Regions from separate parts of the Mus musculus genome. Here regions 1, 2 and 3 are each linked to region 4. Evidence: chromatin contacts called from public Hi-C data. All regions are on one chromosome and are shown on one strand. The core of a region is the stretch at or near the end of the contact, and the rest is flanking DNA. Distances in the headings are between cores, read along the strand shown. Region 1 overlaps Gm31870 (a long non-coding RNA gene). Region 2 has its middle 66 kb from the start of Mir205hg. Region 3 has its middle 13 kb from the start of Camk1g. Region 4 overlaps Plxna2 (plexin A2).

Region 1 (3,222 bases), core at 211-2,710, 1.1 Mb after region 4:
GTGGAGGTTATTCTAGAAAGTGCCTGCAACTTCACCTTACTTTGTTGAGGAAGAAATGTATTCTTACCCCAGTTCTTAAAAACAAAATTTGGGGCCCAGAATGTAGAACTTACTTCAATTATGGGGGGCAGGGAGGTGAAGAGTTGACACTTCACCATGTGCTCTGATCATCATCCAAGCTTTCAGCCTCTTTGCTGTCTTCCATACTGAAACACGTACAAGGGACATAGTGGTTGGATGGCCTTTACTTTTCTGTCTTGCTGTAACACCTAACACGTGGCTAGGCACACAGATGTTCACTGAAATGGATGGCTTCTCCTTTCCCTCCCTCTCTCTCCCTTTTCCATGTAGCTTTTATAGGTAGCGCTTGCTAACTTCCTTTTAGCCTCTTATATTGATTTTTTTAGAAAATCCACAAAGTCCCCAGATAAGAGAGAATACACAGGAAGACAAACATCAGACAAGAATAGCTAAAGGACATTTGCTTTTTGAATAGTATAGAGTGGCTTCATTTGGCCAGATAAATGTTTTCGCTCTAATGGGAAGCAAAAAAGCAAGCTGCCCACAGGCACCACAAGTTCACCTCCTGAAGGGCAGAGACCCAGCAGAGAAACAGTGTTGCTTAAAGCCACAGGGAGGTGTGCTGGGACCTCGTTCTGCGGATGGGGTAGCCTCAGCTCCGAGGCCCCCATCCCTGCCAGTGAATTCTGGAAAGAACAAACACCATGAGAAAGTGGCTCACACAGGAACATTCCCACAGCCCTGGGCATTTCTCAAATGCTCCAGGATTCCAGAAGCAGCTGCAGGCCAGCAGCCTGCAGGATTGGCAAGAACTGGGCTCCACGGCCATCTATGGCCACAGCCCGCACCACTCTTCTCTTGCTCCTCATCAATTTAAAATGGAGCTTAAAACCACTGGGGTTTTACTGATCTTTGGCCCAACAAGTAAACTGGTTTTCTCAGGCCACATGCAAGAGAAAAACAAGACCTGTCCAGGAGCATCTTGGCTTGATGTTCTACAAAACATGGCTATCTGTGTTCTGTACTCCTCAGGAGATGGACGGGTGGCCTGTGAACAACAGTCTGGCCCATAACCCCGTGCTGGTGTTCCTTTCTTACCCACGGCTCCAGGCAATGCCAGCCATATTCCCTTGTCTCTCACCTATGTCCTTGATTACTCTTCCTTCCTCCTGGGTACCACTGAGATGCTGCTAGGCAGCATGGAAGCAGAAGCAGAGTGTTCCATAGTGTGTGTGTGTGTTTGTGTGTGTGTGTGTGTGTGTGTGTGTGTGTGTGTGTGTGTAGGTGTGAGTTTTGGTTTCAGTTTTGATTTTGCTTTGCCTTTTCTTTCATGATTTTAATACAGCCAATGAAAGGGGGCCAGTAAAGCCCTCTCTCTTACAATTGAGCAATTGAGTGAAGTGGTTTTAAAGTTCTCTAAAGTGCTGATCGTCAGTGATTGGTGAGAGGCAAAGTCCGTGAGTAGAGTGAGAAGAGACAGCTGGGATTGGGGTGGGAGCACAGAGGAAAAGAGAATGGGCCATGAAGGATAGAAGGAGGAGGACAGAGGGGAGACTACAAAAGGGGAGGACAGAGCAGGGGAGCAGAGGGAACAAGGAGTTGACAGAGGGAGAGGACAAAGAGGGAGGCAGAGAAGGACAGAGAGGTTAGGCTGGGAAAAGACAGATAGGGGAGGACAGAGAGGGAGGACAGAAGGGGAGGACAGAGAAGTTAGACTGGGAGAAGACAGATGGGGAGGACAGAAGGGGGAGGATGGGGGAGCAGGGGAGAGGACAGAAGTAAGGACAAAGAGGGATGCAGAGAGGTTAGGCTGGGAAAAGAGAAATAGGGGATGACAGAGGGGGAGGACAGAGGGAGAGTACAGGGGAGTACATAGGGGGAGAACAGAGGGGGAGGGACAGAGAAAGAGGATAGATGAGGGAAAAAAGACATGTAGAGGAGGCTGTATTGTTTACATCACTATTTTCTCACCCTGCCACCCCCAGATACTCCATTTTCCCAAGGATCAAAAGATCACAATAATCTCTGTGATCTGACAGAGTCATATGAGAATTTGAACTCTACCTGGAGGTAGTAAATGCTAGTTCTTACCAGGGTCTTTGGATTTGCTAATACACAGCTGGAATGTCTGAGTTTATGAGCTGAAGTTCTTTAAAGCTGCCGCATCTGCAGACATGCTGTCTACTGTCAAAGCTGTGTGACACTGGAGAGATGGAGTCGCCTTGGGCTGTCCTCAGTCTCCTTCACAGCCACTACGAGCCTCTGTATCTGCCCATCTCTTTGATGACTAGGTAGACACTTGGAATGTAGGACTTAGCAGACCTCTATCTTTCACCAAGCCTAGAGACAACAAGAAGCCTAGAGAAGAGACTGCCCAGCTGTCACCGGCCTGCCTGGCACCCTCACCATGAGCTTGTAAACCTTGTAACTTCAGGCTTCTTCTGGTTCTGTGATTATATAAAGTTTGTGCAATCTCTCCCACCACAAAGCAAGCCATTTGGAAATCAGGACCCCGTGTTCTTGGTCCATCATCACAATCAATGTGTTTGGTTCAGAATAAACTGTCTCTTACTCCCATTGGAGCAAGAGCTATGCTTTGTCAGGACAGCTTAGGAGGATTTTAAATATTTAAACAAATCCATACTTGCATCAGGCTGTTTTGGTTGTTTCCAATGGTATGTTCCTTTTGCTCATAATATGTATGATATAAATCAACAGGGTGTTTTGGTTTGGTTTGGTTTGGTTTGGTTTGGTTTCCCAAGCCAATCAGCTTTTTAATTATCTGGACACTAGCTACTAACCCATTGCAACCTAGAGATCAATTCCAAAGAGTTAGTGTACATGCCATTGTATAGGGAATGAGCGCCACTTCAGATCTGCCCTGTGGCTTTGTATCCTTCCCACTTGGGATACCACAAGCAGCTCCGTGGAGTGCCCATACCTCTAACTAATCAGATATGAAGGGGGAGATGCTTACAACCACTCTGTGATTTCTCCGAGTTATAGCATAGCTATAAAGTTTGTAATTACAAAGCACTCTATAACAAAGGGCAGTGTAAATGGTGCAATGAAGAGCACCCTACAGTGAATTCCAGACAAGCACCAAGAGCCCAGCTGAGTCATCCACCTATCAAATGGACAACAGTTCAGTAGCCTAGTCAGGCTGACCGTGTCTGAGGTTTCCATGGAGATCTGGTTAAA
Region 2 (3,028 bases), core at 176-2,675, 1.2 Mb after region 4:
AGCAAATTGGAATATAGAATTAGCCCTAATGCTGCTTCACTCTTAAATGTAACCAAGATTTAACTCCAACTGCATCCACCTGAGACTTGGTGCTAATGTCCAGGAGTGATGGATACATAGACAAGCAGCATTGCTGAGTATCTCCAAAGTGCTGGACATTTAACAGTCACTGTACTCCATAATATGGGGACACCTTTGCTCTCCCAATGAGGAGGAGGCCCCAGGAAGAACACCAAGAACATTCCACAAGCAGCACAAACCCATCTGACCAAAAGCTCACACTTTGTATAGCTTTATTCTAAGCTGAGAAAAGAGATTAGTCAAGATTTTAATTAGAATTTACCTCTGGCTATGCTTCTTTGCAATAGGGCTAACTGTGTGATGTGTGGAGCCCAGACACAGTGGAAAAGTGTTGTGTGCATTTTTCTGGGGAGATGTGAGCAAACATCTATTCACCCTCTGACAGGGTACTGACGATAGTCCCACTGAAGTCTGACCTAATGAACCAGTGTGTTCACTGAGGTAACTTTCAGGAGCACTTGGGCCAAAAGGCAGCTGTATCCCCCAAAGCCCACCTCAACAGATGTCCAACTTATAAAAGATACACCAATGGAGCCCCAAGTTCAACTTGGAGGTGGTTGCATTTATATAACTTTGAGATGGGACCCATGAATCTTGTTAAGTTTCAGGAGTTTTTTGAAACTTATGTGTTTCATTCATCTCCAGAACTTTAGGGAGGATATGTCAACTTTATATAAAATACAAGACCCCTTGTTCAAAGAACACTAAATGTTTTAAAACAGCAATAGCACAGAGCATTAAAATAAAGATGGAGAATCTTTTTTGTTGTTGCTGTTGTTCTGTTGTTGTTGTTGTTGTTGTTGTTGTTCTGTGACTCTGCTCTGCACTGACTGCATAGCTATGAAATTGATGTTATGCCACAAAATCCAAGGGAATGAAAACAACTGAGAAGCCAAGAGTCTTGAAGTAAGGAACCAGTCTGGAAATACAGACCTAATGGCAAACTCACATCATTTATAAGAACCTTACATCACACCATGAGCCTATTCCTTGTGCTAATACAGACAATAGAAACATGTTTGTGAATACACACACACACACACACACACACACAGCCTGGGGGAACTCAGAGATCAAGGCTGATAAAAATTACATAGCAAGGCTCTGGGGGCAATTGTAATCCTTTTTCTAATCTCAAGAAGATTCGAAATAGCATCCTGGTGACACGGCGAATGAGAGAACATCACCCCTATTGCAGCTGTCACTTGTATCTGCAATCGTGTGACTTACAGAGATTAGCCACGTCCCAGAATTACTGCTCCCATTTTGCATGGTTCTGTGCGTGCCCTTCTTAAGGGGAAATTGCTCAGTTTGAGCTTCGCCTCTTCTGGAAGCTTAGGAAGTTCCGTGCTGCCACCTAGTGTTTAGAATGCAGCTGCAGGCGCTAAGGGCTTGGTGGGCCACCCCTGCTCTGTGAGACTGGCACCATCCTTCCACATTTGCATAGCCCTGCGTGAAGCTTTCCCAGAACCCAGACCAGCTTGTGATGTCTGTGGGAAAGAAGGCTCGTTAGCATTTTCCTAAGAAGCACCACGTGGCAAACTCCTAGACTCTGGGCTCAGTGCCCTTTTGAAGGAAGGCAAAGCAGAATAAGCACGGAAGAAGAAAAAATCAATCAAAGGTTAGAGTCTGTTCCCTTTGGCCATCAGTGAGCCCCAAGTGTTAGTCCCCTAGGAACTTCCATATTCTTAATTTATTTTTGAAAAGTCACAGACAAGTCAGGGCCTTAGAACCAAGATTTCATTTTTAAATAACAAAATGAAACCTCCCAGTCAAGCAGGCTATCTAGAGCCTTGCTCTGAAAAGATTCTTGGTCTCCTACAGCCATTAGTCACAAGGATCTAACACTGATCCCTGTGCCCTTATCCCCTGGGTCCCTCCTGGAGATGAAAAGAGGAAGGTACAGCTAGTGAGTGTTAAGTGCACAGTAAACTCTAGTGCCCCTTGTACCACACACCTAGGCAGAGATACTACCAGAGAACCAAGTCCCTGCTTTTCCCACTGATATGCATGGGGTTGGGGACAGTAGTTCCATCCCTCCTACTAGAGAAAATCAGGATAGAGAAGTAGCTACATATGAGAAAAGAATAGCCAAGTCCATGCTGGGAGAAATCCCAGAGGGTGCTTAGACTGTCCCCTGCTCTCTGGCTTAAGAGGCAAATATGTTTGGTTGCCTTGCTAGTTGGAGACTAGTTCTTCTGTTCTGTACCTTGTAGTCAGGAAATCTGTTGATTTAGGATACAGAAGACACTACCCTGCCAACTGGACTTCCGTTATCCCCCATCTATGGTACTCCCCTTTAGCATTTGATTTTATTTTTTCTCTACTCTGGCCAGGACTCTATTTCTTCTATTGAGCATTTGCGACCATGTTTTACTCCAAGTCCCTGTGATTCCCTTTCAGACAGGGATTCTGGGATGGTGTGGCACAGACTTGGCAGTGCCTTTGTGAACAGCCCAGCTTCTCGCCAAGCTCTTTCTCCTTGCAAAGCTTTCACATTGGTTCCATGCTCCCGTCTGAACTTGCTGAGGCAGTTTACATTTTCTCAGTAGCACAGCATACCAAACAGAAAGGTTGTGGCTAAAGTCAGGGCGAGCGAGCGTGTAAGGCCATACTTGAGTAAGGACCCCACCTCTCTGCCACAGGTCAGCACTGGTATCTCCCAAAGCGATTATGGTTTAACTGGATTCCACAGGCTTGTGTGTCGAATGCTTAAATCCCAACTGCTGATGCTATCTGGGGAGGCTCTGGCAACTTTAGAAAGTAGGGATTCACTGGAGGAAGTAAGTCAATGGAGGTGTGCCTTCTAAACATTGTAGTTGGTCCCTTCCTCAGTCTGATTCCTGCTTGTGATGACATATCCAATCTCCTCTTCCACACACTCCTCTGCCTTGATGTTCAGCCTCACAAAAGGGCCCAGGAGCACACAGACAAATGACCACAGATG
Region 3 (3,146 bases), core at 379-2,878, 1.4 Mb after region 4:
AGGACTCCCTGCCAATCTGTCTGTCTCTTTCACTCTCAAACTTGAGATGGATCAAAAACTTGTGAGGTATTTGTAGAAAATTTGACTTCTGACTCGACCTCAGCAGTGTAACTCTGCTCCACACAGACACCAGAGAATCCGAGCCAACAGATGTCGGGCTCCTCACAGTGGCGGCTTCTAGCTATCCTGTGACCAATCCTATGGGGATATTTAATGTCTCCAGCAGAAGTCACACCAAACCGCAATCCCCTGCCCACAGTGATGAGCACAATACTGTCCACCCTCCAGGTGGGAGCCCTCAGTGCTGATGGGAGGGATGAAGTGGACAGTGGTGGACACAGGCTGTTCACCACACTTCTTCATATCTGTTTTCTCACAAAGATTCATAGCCTCATGTCGATGATAATGGTAGTGATGGTGGTCGTGATGGTGATCATGGTGAGAGTCATGGTAGTGATGATGATGGTTAAGATGATGAGGGCGATGATTAAGGTGATGATGATGATTTTCTGATGGTGATGATGGTGGTGGTGGTGATGATGATGATGGTGATGTTTACAGGTGACAGCTATTGCTTATTCTTTTCTAATAATAGTGCTCAGTATTGTTTTAACTTTCAAAACAACCTTGTATGGTAAGTGCCATTTACAGCTCCATTTTAATTTCATGATCGCTATTGAGTATATGGTAGGAAAGGTCACGTGTGGCAGTCAGAGGACTTTAGGGGATCAGTCCTCTCCTTCTACCTCTACACGGGTCTCAGGGATTGCCAAGTTTGCACTGCAAGCACCTTTCTCTGCTGAGCCGTCTTGGTGACCCTTTTATAAGTGAGGAAACCAAGGCACAGCACAGATGTCGCTTGCTTGGATCACAGAGTCAGTGAGTGAGAGAGACAGGGTTGTAACCCAGCCTCTGGCACTAGAGAGCACCATGATTTTGGCCACTGCCCAGTTCCATTCCTGTGAAATTACTTCTAATTTTTCAAAGGAGGCAGGTCTACCTTCTAGATAAACCCAAATATTGCAATTATGAACAGTTCCACAGAGAAGGTGTCTGCACTCAGGTCATTGTTTAAAGGGAGATCCAGTTCATATGAGACAGTCTTGCTGACGCCCTAACAATGGCTGAAGACCCCTCCAGGTATTGTCTGGTCACCTTCTCCACAAAAGTATAATATTCCTAGCAATTTACCAGACAATAAGTAGAGAGCACAAAACATTTCTTGAATTTTCCCAAGGAGTTGCCTCCCTGGTCACACAGGTCACCTGTAAATGATGGCCCTGGAGCCTTCTCATTCTCCCTTTCCTCCCCCCTTTTCTCTTTCCCTTCCCTGGGGATTCTACCTGGGGATACGCTGCAAACTGGGCATCCTCCCCCAAATCTAACCTCTCTTTCACTCTGCCTGGAGAGGAGACATAAGGGTGAACCCCTCCTCTCTTTCTCTCTCTCTCTCTCTCTCTCTCTCTCTCTCTCTGTCTCTGTCTCCCACCCCGTCTCTCTCACATGTTCCCATACACTCTCTCACACACGTGCACACACACTTTCTCATGTTCACACTCACAGACGGGTGGGGGGAGAGAAAGAATATACAGACACAGAGAAAGACAAAGACACAAGCGGGGAGTACCCTGCCCCACAGTGGCAGCCTTCTGTAACTGCAAAGAAAATGCAAGTAAAAACTATCTCATCAGTGGCTCAAGCCCACCCAACAATAATATATTTTTTTAAACTGAAAAGTGGAATTGGGAAACATAAATGTGGGGAGAGGACCTGTTCCTGGGCCTTGGGCTTGTATTTTGCCCTTGTTGCTGGAATGAGTGGAAGTCCAAAAACAGGTCACTGGCTGAGCTCTAGATGGCCAGCAGAGGGCTCTGGTCCTGCACTCGGAACCTGAACTGCCATCCAGGCTAGCCATCCCTTCCTTGAGACCTCTGAGAGCTTCTCATCTCATCAGGAGGGGTCTGCTAATCCAAACACAGAATAACTCATGGTCCTTGTTAGCGCACCTCAGGGAGTCAACCATTGGCTTCCGGTGTCGCTTTTTCCTTGGTACTCAGCCTCCCCATTTCCAGGTTTTCTTGTGAAAGTCCAATCTCCTCGAAATCTAGTTTTCATTTGTGCCAGCTGTTTGTTTGTTTGTGTTTTTGTCAACCGGACACAAGCTAGGACCACCTAAACAGAGGGAACCTCAGTTGAGAAAATGCCTCCATAAAAGCGGCCTGTGGGCAAGCTTGTGACGCGCTGTCTTAGCTAATGATTGACGTGGGAAAGTCCAGCCCATTGTGGGTGGGGCCACCCCTGGGCTGGTGGTCCTGGCTGAAAGAAAGCAGACAGCCTCCGTCTGAGATCCTGCCTCCGGTATTCCTGCCCTGGCTTCCTCAGGGATGAACTGTGATGTGAAACAATAAGCTGACATAAACACTTTCCTCCCAAGTAATAGAAACCCTAAAGCAGGTGGAGCTTAGTGCTGGCTATTGTGTTTAAAAACGCTATCAAAGATACACAGTCAGCCCGTACTCCACCCCATCCCCACATTCCACTCAGCTCTTCTGTTGCTATCTCAAAGGCACCTCTACCACTGGGATTCTGCTGAGAGAAATGTCTGGGAATTATTGCCGGCTCCAGGCAGTCACTCTAGACTGTGAAGGGTCTCCAGCCAGCTTAGGAGTGGGCTTGGCATTCCTAAAGGCATAGTCCCACGGAACTGTGGCCAAATCAGCTCTTATGAACATGTCTCTAGGTAGTTAAAAGCACAAAACCACAAAACGGAGCTTTGCTTTCTTACAAGTGTGCTGTCAGGCAGACCCAAAGTGGGAATTGTGCTTCGCAAAACATACAGCAACAGCTGGCCCCGTGATGAATTCTGACACACTGCATTCTGCACACAGCTCATGGGGGAGGGGGTTTCCAGATGGAGAACAAAAAAACAGGAGGAGTGAAGACGATTCCACACCACCAGCAATAGCCCTGGCTGGAGAGGGCAGGAGCGAGTCTCCATGCTTTCCTTCCAGGGTGTAACAGACCTGCCAGCTGACTCTGTTTCCTTGCTACACCCACCCAAGTTGAGTTTTCACACCCTACAGGGTGGAGGGAAGTTAGAGCTGCCGTGGGATCTAGGAGCTCACAGAGCTGCAGCCTTCAGGAAA
Region 4 (3,122 bases), core at 394-2,893:
GCCCTTGTGGATGTCAAATACAAATTGAGGGTTCTTGATGACATTCACCCAGAAACGAAGTGGAAGGCTGTAGGAAAAGGCAGAGTACCCTGAAGAATGCACTTTGACATTGCCCCTTCCCAATACTTTCCCCTTACTGCTGAATGGTAGAGCAGATATTCCATTCTAAAAGAGAAGAGAATGAATTCAGAAACTGGTCCAACAGGAGCTAGTTGCTCATCTTATGATGTTCCCAGATGCAGGAGAAAGCAGAGTGGTTTTGATCTTCTTATACCAAGGCATTTATTTGCTCTGCTCCCTAACAGCTGAGGGTTGGGTGTGTCTGGGCTTTGCCCCTTCTTGATAGGCTTTTCCAGAGGCCTCAGTGCCCAAGGGGAAGGTCAACTACAGAAAACAGCACAATGTCCTCAAGGTTTCAGACAAACCCATCAGGCTCTTAGAGTCTCTCACAGAGGTCACAGCCATTGTATAAAAGGATGAAATGGTCAGTCAGTCCTAAGTACTGCCTCAGTGGGGACACTACCCTCTGGAGCCAGTCTGCCATTGAGACAGTTCTCAGTACTGAGTCAGAGGACAGGTTCCTCATGGAGTAATTTCTTTCAGGGGTCTCCTCCAGGGCTTTTTGTGTCTCAGCATGGCAGAGGGAAGTGAGGGACCTGTTGCTGGTATTCCAAGAGAGAATAGCCCACTGTGGCTCTGAGTTTTTCCCTAAAGATAGACTGCTTCTGAGACTCTGGAATCTAAAGGCAGAGGAATAGCCTTCAATGTTCCCAATTCCAGGAGGGATTAAGCCCATTGCTTGCCTTCAAAACAGTTTCTGTAGCTACTGTTTTGCCTCTTTCTGAAGTCTGCCTTCTCTGGCTGCCCTCCAGCCTTGACTCTTCTAATACCTGTGTGGCATGAACCCTGTCACGGGCTTGCCCTCCTAGCCCAAGATAGTGCCCTTAGCTCTTGCTATTCTTTCTTTGAATTCTGCTGACTTCACCAACTTGGAATTTTCCAAGTGTGTTTTTAATGATAGGTATTGTAAATGTCAGTGTTTATCCCCTCCCAAGTCTCCTGTTGTAAATTTTGCTTGCCCTCCAACTTGCAACCCTTCCTTGAAACCTAGGAGGAGCTGCCTCAGCCAGCTTTGGCACAGCTCTTCTGTCTTGTCCTTCTCTGACAGAGCTGGCTGGACATGTCTAAGCTCTTTTCCTTGGACATTTGTTATGTGAAGTGTAAGCCACATGACTTTATCACACTATCACAGTGGGGAGGGGGTGCATTGCTGTTGCTTGAGTCTAGCCAGAAGGCACAGAGAAGCAAACAACCTTTAACTTTCTCCTGATTTTAACCAAACAGCTAGTCCCAGTACTGGGCTCAACATCCTGCAAAGCTGAGGAGACACCATGGATCTGTTTTGGTAGGGGCTTACTGAGTATTCTTCATCTACTGCCACTGAACCATATCACTCCACTGTGACCAAAAATTGCAGATGAGGAGGCCCACAACATCAAAAGAATGAAAGTCTATTCCAAGGCCCCATTGGCTCTCTCAAAGTATTTTGCTGGTTGCTAGGACTTTTGATTTCCAAATGACAGCCTGAACCCATCTGTGTCAGCTCTGTTTTCTGGGGATTGCTGACTCCAGACAGCTGTGTGGGCTTCCTGCCCAATCCAAATGTTTCTCTCCTTTGTGCTCAGTCCTAGAGAAAGCCTTTTGACTCTGGCTCTTGGCTGTCTTGTCTGGTCTATAAGCTGGTCCTTAGCATGGTCTGTAGTCCAGTCTTAAAACCTGGGAGGGAAAAGCTTCATCCTAGGCACTATCAGAAGCTGCTTCTCCCACCACTATTCTGGATGTAGAAGAGACCTGAACAAAAATCATTCTTTCTGTTGCTTCCTGAAAGCTATGATGCTGGGGTTAAAACTTGGCTTTAAGAGAGCAAGTCTGCAATGCAATCTCATACTTGTGGGTTTGTCAAGTCTAGCAAGTACCAGCTTCATCCCCAGAGCTGGCCATCTTTACCAAGGGTCCCAGCTCAGAAGCACATCTCTCAGAAGGTTTAACAGTGATAGACTGCAAAGCTAAGTGGATGCTCACAGTCATCTATTGCATGTAGGTTTTATATACAGCTTTGTTTATGTTCCTTAGTTTCTTCCTCTTGATAACTAGAAGATTCTACATCATAGGGAACAGTTTTACCAAAGGAAGGGTCACAATGGTGAGGCAGAACTCAAAATGATATGCATAGCTCAGGCTAGGCAAGGCCCACTTGTAGCAGGCAGCCTTGGGGATGATGTTGACTCTGCAGTGTCTGTGTGTGTGTGTGTAGTGTGTATGTGTGCGTGATGTGTTCCAGGAGCCAGATAACCTAGCCCCCATCTCTACTTCTCATCTCTAGCTTCTGCTGGTCTCCAACCCCCAAAATGCTGGACCTCCTCAGGTGGCATTCCCATTGAGCTCCCCCAGGGTTACCAGTTGCTTTTCCAGGTGTGCCGCACATCTGTGTCGTGGATACTGTGTCTGTCTGCCTGCTCATCCAGGAAATCAAACATGTACTTGATGGCTAGGGGGAGAGCACTACCCCGGTGCACAGTGCTGAACAAGGTCTCAAACAAGTCGTCCACAAATTTCTGCAGGGTGCCCTGTGGGAGAAAGTGGGGAGGGGGACAATGAAATAGTTAGTGGGTGCCAGAGGGCAGCAGAAGGCATGCCAGATGGGGCCTTGGACCCATCTTACCTTGGAAATTTGTCTGAAATGCAAGAGTGTATAGGTAGAGAGGCAGGAGTGAGGTAGATACTGGGTGGGATGTGGAGTTGGGAGAGACTGACATGTCTGGAAATCCATAGAAAGATCTCTCTTCTAATCTGTGGCAGTGTGCCCTGAAGGTATGAGCTCAGGACATTTGATGGGAAGATAGGAAATGAATGTCCTAAAATAAATGAGAGGACTCAAACTGGCAGCAGAGTCTATAGAGGGTGCTCAGGGAGTCTGACCCCTGGTGGAGCTTGGGGGGTAGGGTGGGGTCTGAAATGAAGCATCAACAGCTTTATGGTGTTAGCAGCATAGGCTTCAAGTTTATCTTCAGGAGAACCCATGTACAGCCATGATCCACAGACTTCATGGGTTCTAGCTACAG

Evidence for each region. Hi-C and Micro-C count contacts between places; a contact is called where the count stands out from the background.
Region 1: a contact with region 4 is called in a Hi-C map of muscle stem cells, with 2.0 times the contacts expected there. The contact joins two enhancer-like sites. A contact is called at or near these places in 2 of 39 promoter capture datasets (cranial neural crest and hippocampal neurons), 25 of 484 Hi-C or Micro-C datasets (the N1E-115 cell line, adipose-derived mesenchymal stem cells, brain and 16 more), 1 of 115 datasets of contacts at active chromatin or transcription factors (astrocytes) and 1 of 9 other capture datasets (embryonic stem cells).
Region 2: a contact with region 4 is called in a Hi-C map of muscle stem cells, with 2.9 times the contacts expected there. The contact joins two enhancer-like sites. A contact is called at or near these places in 4 of 39 promoter capture datasets (cranial neural crest, hippocampal neurons, liver and 1 more), 7 of 484 Hi-C or Micro-C datasets (the G1E-ER4 cell line, adipose-derived mesenchymal stem cells, cerebellar granule neurons and 4 more) and 1 of 115 datasets of contacts at active chromatin or transcription factors (embryonic stem cells).
Region 3: a contact with region 4 is called in a Hi-C map of uterus, with 2.7 times the contacts expected there. The contact joins two enhancer-like sites. A contact is called at or near these places in 7 of 39 promoter capture datasets (the 3T3-L1 cell line, 3T3-L1-derived adipocytes, cranial neural crest and 3 more), 1 of 15 datasets of contacts at CTCF or cohesin (embryonic stem cells), 19 of 484 Hi-C or Micro-C datasets (the HL-1 cell line, the HPC-7 cell line, adipose-derived mesenchymal stem cells and 12 more) and 1 of 115 datasets of contacts at active chromatin or transcription factors (astrocytes).

Annotation. Positions count from the first base shown.
Region 1 is chr1:193,705,364-193,708,585 of GRCm38.p6, reverse strand. The region is part of intron 3 of Gm31870 (a long non-coding RNA gene); the gene reads right to left. Among named protein-coding and RNA genes, the nearest start is that of Gm31870, 51 kb to the right of the region's middle. Within about 2 kb of position 1,460, at least 3 of the 459 cell types and tissues checked have an H3K27ac peak or open chromatin away from gene starts, as enhancers often do. A contact at or near this core is called in muscle stem cells, where this site is marked.
Region 2 is chr1:193,574,593-193,577,620 of GRCm38.p6, reverse strand. No RefSeq gene overlaps it. Among named protein-coding and RNA genes, the nearest start is that of Mir205hg, 66 kb to the right of the region's middle. Within about 2 kb of position 1,425, at least 45 of the 459 cell types and tissues checked have an H3K27ac peak or open chromatin away from gene starts, as enhancers often do. A contact at or near this core is called in muscle stem cells, where this site is marked.
Region 3 is chr1:193,381,738-193,384,883 of GRCm38.p6, reverse strand. No RefSeq gene overlaps it. Among named protein-coding and RNA genes, the nearest start is that of Camk1g, 13 kb to the right of the region's middle. Within about 2 kb of position 1,628, at least 101 of the 459 cell types and tissues checked have an H3K27ac peak or open chromatin away from gene starts, as enhancers often do. A contact at or near this core is called in uterus, where this site is marked.
Region 4 is chr1:194,807,007-194,810,128 of GRCm38.p6, reverse strand. It overlaps Plxna2 (plexin A2), which reads right to left. Exons shown (of 32, transcript NM_008882.2): 29 at 2,458-2,627; 30 at 1-67. Among named protein-coding and RNA genes, the nearest start is that of Mir3962, 13 kb to the left of the region's middle. Within about 2 kb of position 1,643, at least 29 of the 459 cell types and tissues checked have an H3K27ac peak or open chromatin away from gene starts, as enhancers often do. A contact at or near this core is called in muscle stem cells and uterus, where this site is marked.